2 separate regions of the Podarcis muralis genome follow, and region 1 is linked to region 2. Evidence: chromatin contacts called from public Hi-C data. All regions are on one chromosome and are shown on one strand. The core of a region is the stretch at or near the end of the contact, and the rest is flanking DNA. Distances in the headings are between cores, read along the strand shown. Region 1 holds the start of LY96 (lymphocyte antigen 96). Region 2 holds the start of GDAP1 (ganglioside induced differentiation associated protein 1).

Region 1 (4,711 bases), core at 76-2,575, 130 kb after region 2:
TGTATGTGGGAGTCACTGGCCATACACTGAAAGGTTGTCAGTGAACTTCCCTACCTTGCAGGGATATGGGGTGGGCTGCCAGCATACACAAGCATCTTGCTGTGCACCCTCCCATTCACCATGAGGAGCCCCAGTTCCCCCGGCTGATGGAGCTGGGAGAGATACACGCCCAATGCCTAAGCCAAGGTCTTCCTACATCTGAAAGGTTTAATAAAGTTGTGGCCAATTTTTATTCCATAACACTTTGTCACGAGTCATTATTCCTTCTGATCGTCTCTCTGGGCTGGGGGGTCTCTGCCTGGACACACAATAGCAGTAGCATGATATCTTCATCAAGGCCAAGTGAAAGTCATAAAAGAGGAAGAGGAAGAAGTTTCCAGGAAAGAGCTTGGCAGAGGCCCAATGATAATACGTTACAGAGTGTTAAGATGGTGAATGAGGAATGAGGAAGCTGTCTACAGGCTCACAGAGGGACAAACAAACTGGGTGAGGCACCAGCATCTCTGATCTGTGTGAAGTTTTAGAAATGGCAGCCACCTCGGGGGAGGCCGACCCAGATCAGCACTGATATGCAGGGCGAGGGGTGTAAACCTTTATACACATACACACTTTCCCCTGTGAAAATTGCTTCCCTTAAACTGCTGCTTGTCACATTAGCATGCACACATAACTTTTTCCATAATGTAGCAAATAACAGTGTGTGTGACTTCTGTTGGGGGGAAATGGAGGCAGGTAGAAAGAGTTATGCACATATCCTGGCCTGGTCACATTCAAATCACACCCCTACCCCCACAGAACTGCTATTTGCAACTGTTTAAAGAGACGTGAGATGCATGAAAATAACTGAATTTGGCCCTCAGCTAGTATGTGCCAAGTGTGAAATATCGCTGATACCACCAAAGTATATTAGGACCAAGAAGCAATGGCTGATCTCCCTTGAAAACTATAAAAGCCAGCAATTATTTGTGTTGTTCTCCAGCGTTATTTGCAACACACTCTTTTTTTCTGTCTTACTTAAATAAATGGAAATTGGAGACAGAAATTAATATGTGCAATCCTAATGAAAACACCTGGAGGAAAGGGGGAAAGGGGGAAGTGATCCTAATTATTTCACAAACGCTATTGGAAATTAGAGCCATCTGATACTTTACTTACTGCAGTTGGAATATAAAATGTCTACGTCGTCTGAACTGCAAAGCAGGTGTCTTTCTTCTGCCACAGTAAATCCACAAACGGAGAGAATCATAACAAGCAGGAACATGTTTCTATGTCTATAAACCATTTCGAGAGCAGGTCACATAGAAGGATACAAGACGGTATTGCATCATTTTTACTTAAGAGGAAGAAAGTTACGCTTAGTCACCCACCCTCAGACATGTGATTTCAGGGGCTTTTTTTCCCTTGTCGTTTTTAATTACGCTTCTACAGAAGGTGCACTTCAAATGCTTGAAAGCCTTTCCCAGTTGCTTAAGAAGAATACCCTAATTTTGCCTGATTATCTATACCTAACCTAGTTTGGACAAAACTACATTTCAAGAAGTGAATTCTAAAACGGCAAAAGAGAAAACTAGTGAACCATCGTGTTTGTCTCACAATATCAAATGAGGAAGTTGCTCATGATCATCTAAGCTCATGATGGTACCAGGGTGTTCATGCATAACCCTGCTTTCAATGCCTGCAAAGGTTTTGGGGTGCACATATTGCTTCCCCTCCCATCTGTGCCTGTCCTATAGCTTGCGGCTGAAATCCTATAATATTTCATATCACAGTTATTCAAGAGTTGTTGTTTTTGTACTGCTTCTGTTGTGTCCTCCAAATGCCAGACAATAAAAGTGCAGTGATTTGGCATTTCAGAACTAATAAAGCGGAATGACCCCTCTCTCTCTCTCTCTCTCTCTCTCTCTCTCTGTGTGTGTGTGTGTGTGTGTGTGTGTGTGTGTGTAGTTGATAAAAGGTAAGTAGGTGAAACTGTTATGGTTAAAAAGAAATTCAGAAAATATTTCTAGATCTGAGTAAGGTAAAGGTAAAGGTACCCCGACCATTAGGTCCAGTCGCGGATGACTCTGGGGTTGCGGCACTCATCTCACTCTATAGCAGTGTTTTTCAACCACTGTTCCGTGGCACACTAGTGTGCCGCGAGATGTTGCCTGGTGTGCCGTGGGAAAAAATAAAAAATTTGAAAGATTTAAAAGTAAGGTATTTTATAATTTTTCATATTTCTGTTTACTTACTATTTCATAATAAAGTAATTATAAAATACTTTCTTTGTGTTTATTTGATTCCTATTCAAGAGAATTACTTTATATATAGTCAATATAGGCACAGAGTTAATTTTTTTAACATTTTCTAATGGTGTGCCGCGTGATTTTTTTTCATGAAACAAGTGTGCCTTTGCCCAAAAAAGGTTGAAAAACACTGCTCTATAGGCCGAGGGAGCCGGCATTTGTCTGCAGACAGCTTCCGGGTCATGTGGTCAGCATGACTAAGCAGCTTCTGGCGAAACCTGAGCTGCGCACGGAAACGCCATTTACCTTCCCGCCAGAGCAGTACCTATTTATCTACGTGCACTTTGACATACTTTCAAACTAGGTGGGCAGGAGCTGGGACCAAGCAACGGGAGCTCACCCCGTTGCGATGATTCGAACCGCCGACCTTCTGATCAGCAAGCCCAAGAGGCTCAGTGGTTTAGACCACAGTGCCAACCGCGTCCCTATTTATTCAGGTACACGCTATGTATGAAAATATTGTTTTCCCAGAGCACCTGCATAGAAACATTTCCTGTAGAACATATTATTGCTATGAAATCTCTGGACTTTGATATAGTTAGGATACACCAGGGGTGGATCTACTATGGAACAAATTAATCTTAAGCTTCAGGGTCCCTAGTCCTGAAGGGGTCCACGTTGCTTAATTTGGGGGGATCTAGTAGACTCAATTTGACTTGCATGATTCAAATGGATCAATTTTTTGTTGCATATATTTTTACAATCCCAAAGTTTGAGAGTCAGTAGCACAGATGTTGTAAAGGTGTTCTGAAGAAAGCAGGGGTTACCCAGACCTCACTGCTGGTTGTGAAGGGGCCCCATGACCACTCAAGCTTCAGGGGCCCCAAAATGGAGGTCCGCTACTGGGACACATGGAATTTCCTTATACGCATTAATTGGCATAACTACACTATTAACTTATAAGAAATCCCAGGAAACTAGTTATCCAAGTAGACACTGGTGCCCACCAGAAAGATCCCCTATAAGTCTATGACACATTCCTATCATGAGTCTCATCCCATCAGGTTTCAGTAATGCCTATTACGGTAGGTCATATTTGCCATCCTGCATTAACAGCTCCAATTCATCTTGCTTGTTTCCCATACTCTGTGCATTAGTATACAGACAACCACGAGTCATTCCCTCCTGCTACTTCCTTCTTGCAGTTTCCTGCCCTTTAGCAGGTCTCTGTAGCAGGTCAGTTAGTAAGAGACCTATGGCCATTCCTGGACTGAGATAGCTTGGCCGTTGTGGCAACCTCAAGATGATATTCCTTCAATGTGCTCAATGTAGGGCTTCCTCCAGGCTTAGTTTAGAAGTTGCAGCTGGAGTGCAGCAGCTAAGTTGTTGACTGGAACATCCCATCAACTGTCAAGGGCATTTCCCAGCCAAAGGAATGCACAGGCAGATATAGTTAACTCTTTAGTGCAAAAGATAATAGTCACTTCTACAGCTCTGGATTCCTACACACACCAGTTCTAACATCTTGGCAGCTGTTCCCACTCTATGCAAGGGACCACTCCCCCTCCACCAGTTTATATACCTTCCCCCAAAGGGCTATGTACACACAGCTGCAGTCTGTGCCTTTGTGGCAACTTCCTCGATTCAGCCCTTTTCAATCCCTTCCTGGTTCTGAGAGACAGTGGTGCAGGAGAAGGTGGGGAAGCGCCTAGCTCTTGTCTGACCTGTTTCTTCCTGCTCTAGAAGCTGCCCCTGCCTCTGGCCTCCTGGCTGGTCCAGTTTCCCACAAATCACAGCCCTCCTTCCCCCAGTGCACACTCGTCAGTGTCATGCCAGTCCCTGACACCAACACTATGTAACACGTCTGCTGAGGGAGATTTACTGGCTGTCAGCATGGTACCAACCAGTGTTCAAGACTTTGGTTTTAGGTGTTTACAGACATAAGCAACTTGGGACCAAATTATCCAAGGGACCACCTTGTCCGATATAACCCTGCCCAGCAACTGCACTGCTCACAAGGCCCACTGCTGAGAGTATCACATGCCCCAGGGGTGCTTAGTTTGTACTAGAAAACTGGGCCTTCAGTGCTGCAGGTCAAACTCTCTGAAATCAGTTACTTGAAGTTAGACAAGCACCTAGCATCTTGATACTTAGGTAGCTGCTGAATAAATTTAAGACTTTTCCTAATTTGTGACCCCATAAATTTATGGAATATTAACCGTAATATCATATAAATTGTTGGGATTTTTAGCATATTCAGTACGTTTCTTTTGTCTTTTATTGCATAACACATCAGTAGCATTTGGCTGCATTTTATAATTCTACAAAATAATATGAAAAATATTGTGTTAATAGTTCCACTTCTTGGAATTATTATACAGCTGCCTGTAATGCTTGTTTATGTCAAGAGTCTTTAAAGATGCGGCTATTTTCAAAGGCTTCACCAATGCTACAGTTATGAGTCCCTCTAGTGGTTTATATAGGTA
Region 2 (4,207 bases), core at 1,537-4,036:
TTGGGCATCTGTAGACAATCGGTAACATTTGGGCAAGCATTTGGGCACCTGTAAACAAATCCTCATGCAGCAAGGTGTAACTCACACCCAACATTTACATTACGAAAAATCACCAAAGGACTCTTCTTACCATTCACAAAAGTTTCTTCAAGATAGTCAACAATCTGAGTTGCATCACAAATTATGTTTTCTCTGTGGACGAGTACAGGGACTTCTCCAGATGCATTTAAACGCATAAACCAAGGCTCGTTGTGTTCACTCAGTGGAAGGCTTACATCATGCTCTTCACATTTTAGTCCCTTTTCAGCAATCACCAAACGCACCTGAAAAATATATATGAACATTCTTGTCGAAGCTTTACAGCTGTCCTATTAAAAATACATATTTCCTATTAATAGAGTTTGGAAACACACATGAAGAATCTGAAACTAACAGCATTATTAAAACATTATACATATAACATTAATTAATTAATTTGTTGTTGCTGCTGCTGCTGCTGTTTTGAAAATGAGTAACATACTATTTAATTTGGTTCAACATTGCAGGTGGATTCTGGTAGGGACATTCTCACAACATGATACCCATTAATTTCCTAAATGCACTCTGTGGTCTCTGTAAAGAAAACCATGTATGAAGAAGCAAGCAAATATTGTTTCTCCCTTTTGCTGCTCAATTTATTTATTCTTGGAAACAGCTAACTGTTTTAAATTAAATAAAATTATATGACAGGTAGTCAGTGTGGTCCATTCTAGATGTTGTTGGGACTACAGCTCCCATCATCCCTGACCCTTGGCCATGCTGGCTTGGGCTGGTGGGAATTGAAGTCTAATAGCATCTGAAGGGCACCACATTGGCTATCCCTAGACTATGACAATTGTAAGGGCTCTGAGGCCTGTTTAAGAAGCACACTGGGCTCCCCTTTCCCTACTCTCCCCTCTCCCTCCTTTTTTCTCCAAATGCATTCTTGCAGCTGCATTTAGATAAACAGAGTGTCCATCCACACCCAGCAACCACCTTTTAGGTGGGCAAAACATACAGAGGGAGCTGTCCGGGTTCTGAAATCTGACATTCTTAGAAACAGCCACACTAGCTACTCACCTTTTGGGAACTGAAGGACTGAGTCCAATGATAGAGGATCAGTTTGTCATCTGTCTTCAAATACACTTCAGCTGGAGGCATTTCCCCTGAAGCCTGGTCCTCCTTCTCTTCTGCCATTTCACCTTTTCTCTCGGCTCAACTCACCACTCCGAGATTCTACCTATGAGATTTTGCTCTCTCGTCGTTACTGAGTCTGCTCCATGGACTGAGCATGCTCACTGCTGACAGATGAAGCTGCTATTCTGACGATGCCCTTAGACTCCCTTGGAACCTGAAATGGGAGAAGTGTTGAAATTGCCATCAGTTTGAACCTAGGGAGATTTAAAAGAGGCACAGAGGGAGAACAACAACAACAGAGGGAACCTATATAAATGCAGAACACAAAGAATTGGAAGAGGGTTCTCTTGTATGTATCCTATTTTCTAATTTGCAAAAAAATAAAAAATAAAAATGAAGGCAAATTGTGATTCCAGTCAAGAATTTACATCTGAGACAGCAAAAACCTGATTGCCCTCCAAGAATTATTTTATCTGAGACAGCAAAAACCTGACAGCCCTCCAAGAATTATTTTATCTGATTTTCACATGTTAAGAAAGGAGGTAAGTTCTACAAAGAGAAAATGTTTAAAGAGAGCACAGGAGGCTATGCTAATCCCTTGCAAACTTAGCCTTCCATTCCTCTACTTCTACAAATTGATTAAACTCCTTCCTTGAATTTTAATGGTTCCTCATTACACTCCATGTTGATTAATTTACCTTGCTTTTGTCAAAAATGGTTGCATATAATATTTTTTTTTTCATATTTCAGCATTAGCATGCATTTAATGATGTCAAATAAAATGTGCACTACTGACAGCAGGGTGGAAATTACAAATAAATATAAATATGTTTTAAAACCTAGGGAGCACAATTGTTTGTGTGCATGAATGAGATGTTTTATTTTCTATAGGCTACCATAGCCAGCCTATAACGAAAGGTGGGGAGCCCTTCAAGAATATTAAAAAAAAGAAAAAGCAATGTTGAGTAATGTTAAATAGACTATATGCAAATACAATAGGGGATGTATTGTGAGACATTGTCTACATCTGGCTCCTACCAATGTTCTGAATAAGGGCAACATTCAGAAAGTGAAAAATGGTGATGCAAAATCTATAAACACAAGACCAAAATTTGATGATGGAACTCTAGATTAGCCAACTTCCTTAATAAGAGTGTCAAACTGCAATCCTGTACTGAATTAATTTGGGAGTAAGTCCTATTGAAGTCAATGAAACTTTCTTCTGAGTAGATATGAATAGGATTGCATTGTCAGAAACAGAATTTATATTTATATTTATATGCAAGAGTATCACTAATCAGACACATTAAATCTAGATGAATAAATTATAGAAACGTAGCCAGAAAAAGGAAGAGTTCTACAACAATTTAAAACAGGGATTGGGAACTCTTGGCCCTCTGGATGTTCCTGTACTACAAGTCCCATCATTCTTGACCACTGGCCATGCTAGCTGGAGCTGATGTCCAACAACCCCTGGAGAGACATAGGTTCTCCATCCCTGCCTTAAAGACAAATACATATCTTGTGGCACTAACTTACTTTGAGAGGAAACAGCTTCTGATGAAGTACACTCTTGTCTATTATCAAGATTCCTCGAGATTTCCTGCTATTTCTAGAAATCACACAGCCTGTAGGAGTGATGAACATGCATCCAGTAAACATGTCCCTGAATGACCACAAGAGGTCTCCATATTTCGAGAAATGGTTGGGCAAATGGAAGGGATTTGGGGGGGGGGTTATCTGTGTCCTACAGTGAAGTTCCAAACAAATGAGTTTTCATTTTTGTTAACCAATTATATGCATTTTGAATCCATGTATCTTTTTATCTATCTCTAACTCAGGGTGGCTTACAACAATGTAAAATCATAATACAATAATACATATATTAAAATGCAAGGCATACCCACAAAGAGGAAAGTTTTACTTGAAACCCCCAATGCGCATATAAACTATATTATGTGAGATAATTATGAATCATGTGTATATGTGTAAAGCAGCAACAACAACAACAAAACCCTGCAACTCCAAACACATCTCTATTCTACATGAGACTGAGCAATGTGGAATCTGCAATCTGCTTGGCTCTTTTCCCATGTTTCCCATGGGAATTTCTAGCCATTTTGGAAGGTGCTTCCTGTATTCCCAGTTGTACATAATTCTGTCTAGAGTAATGAACAGATTAAAGTTCTGGAGCAAATTGAAGGCACCTGTGATCATGATTTCTCTTTAAGGACATAAGGGCACTGCTTTCTCCCTCAGTGCCTCATTCGTTGGCAACGAAGGTGGCAACCATTTCAATTTAATACCAGAAGTGCCGTACAAATTGGACTGTCATATTGTGTGCTATCATATTGCACTAGGAGCTTAAGAAGTCACAATTCAGATAAGTTCTTTAAAAAGAAAAAAAAGACTACTTTTACTACTACTCACTGCTCTACTCAAATCATAAATGTGAAAATGTGATCTGGAAACAGGGGAATACAAGGATGGACATGGAGAAACAACAGCAGGGCTCACAAATACAATACAAAAGCCATTTAGCTGCTGTTAGAAACTTTTGTATCCCTCGTGATGCATAACATGACTTAAGTAGAATACCGTACTCCAGTTTCCTAGTTGTCCAGATTCAAAGTTAAGACCCTACCCTTCAAGTCCTAAATATACTTAGTAGTGAGATCCACTGGGTCCCATAGGACTTTCTCGTGTGTAGTTGCCTTTAAGAGAGGCGCCAGGCAATTGCTTGGGATTTTTCCAAGCTCTCTTACACACTTGCTTTGTAATCTCAGCAAGTCACATAAGGTCCTGTTATATCTGCAATGTGAGAGTGGTATGTAAAACTGGACATCTTACCTACAGATCTGCTGCCTGTGTGAATTGAGCCTCAGATCTGATTACTAAGTACAAAATATGGGGATTGCTACATTTTGTTTTAATAAAGAGATTTTATTTCAAAGACTACAATTGAAAAAAGATTTATAATGAAATTACATTAATGATAAATGCATTCTGCTGTTCTTACCTTACTTTATCCTAGCCTTCTTTTTTTAAAAAA

Evidence for each region. A called contact is a pair of places that touch in the nucleus more often than the background predicts.
Region 1: a contact with region 2 is called in a Hi-C map of blood, with 5 times the contacts expected there. The contact joins the promoter of LY96 here to the promoter of GDAP1 in region 2. A contact is called at or near these places in 2 of 3 Hi-C or Micro-C datasets (blood and tail).

Annotation. Positions count from the first base shown.
Region 1 is chr8:32,221,969-32,226,679 of rPodMur119.hap1.1, forward strand. LY96 (lymphocyte antigen 96) reads right to left here and starts at 1,326. Exons shown (of 4, transcript XM_028736683.2): 1 at 1,156-1,326. The coding sequence starts at 1,282.
Region 2 is chr8:32,087,271-32,091,477 of rPodMur119.hap1.1, forward strand. It overlaps GDAP1 (ganglioside induced differentiation associated protein 1), which reads right to left and starts at 2,787. Exons shown (of 6, transcript XM_077932906.1): 1 at 2,695-2,787; 2 at 1,099-1,369; 3 at 131-323. The coding sequence starts at 1,215.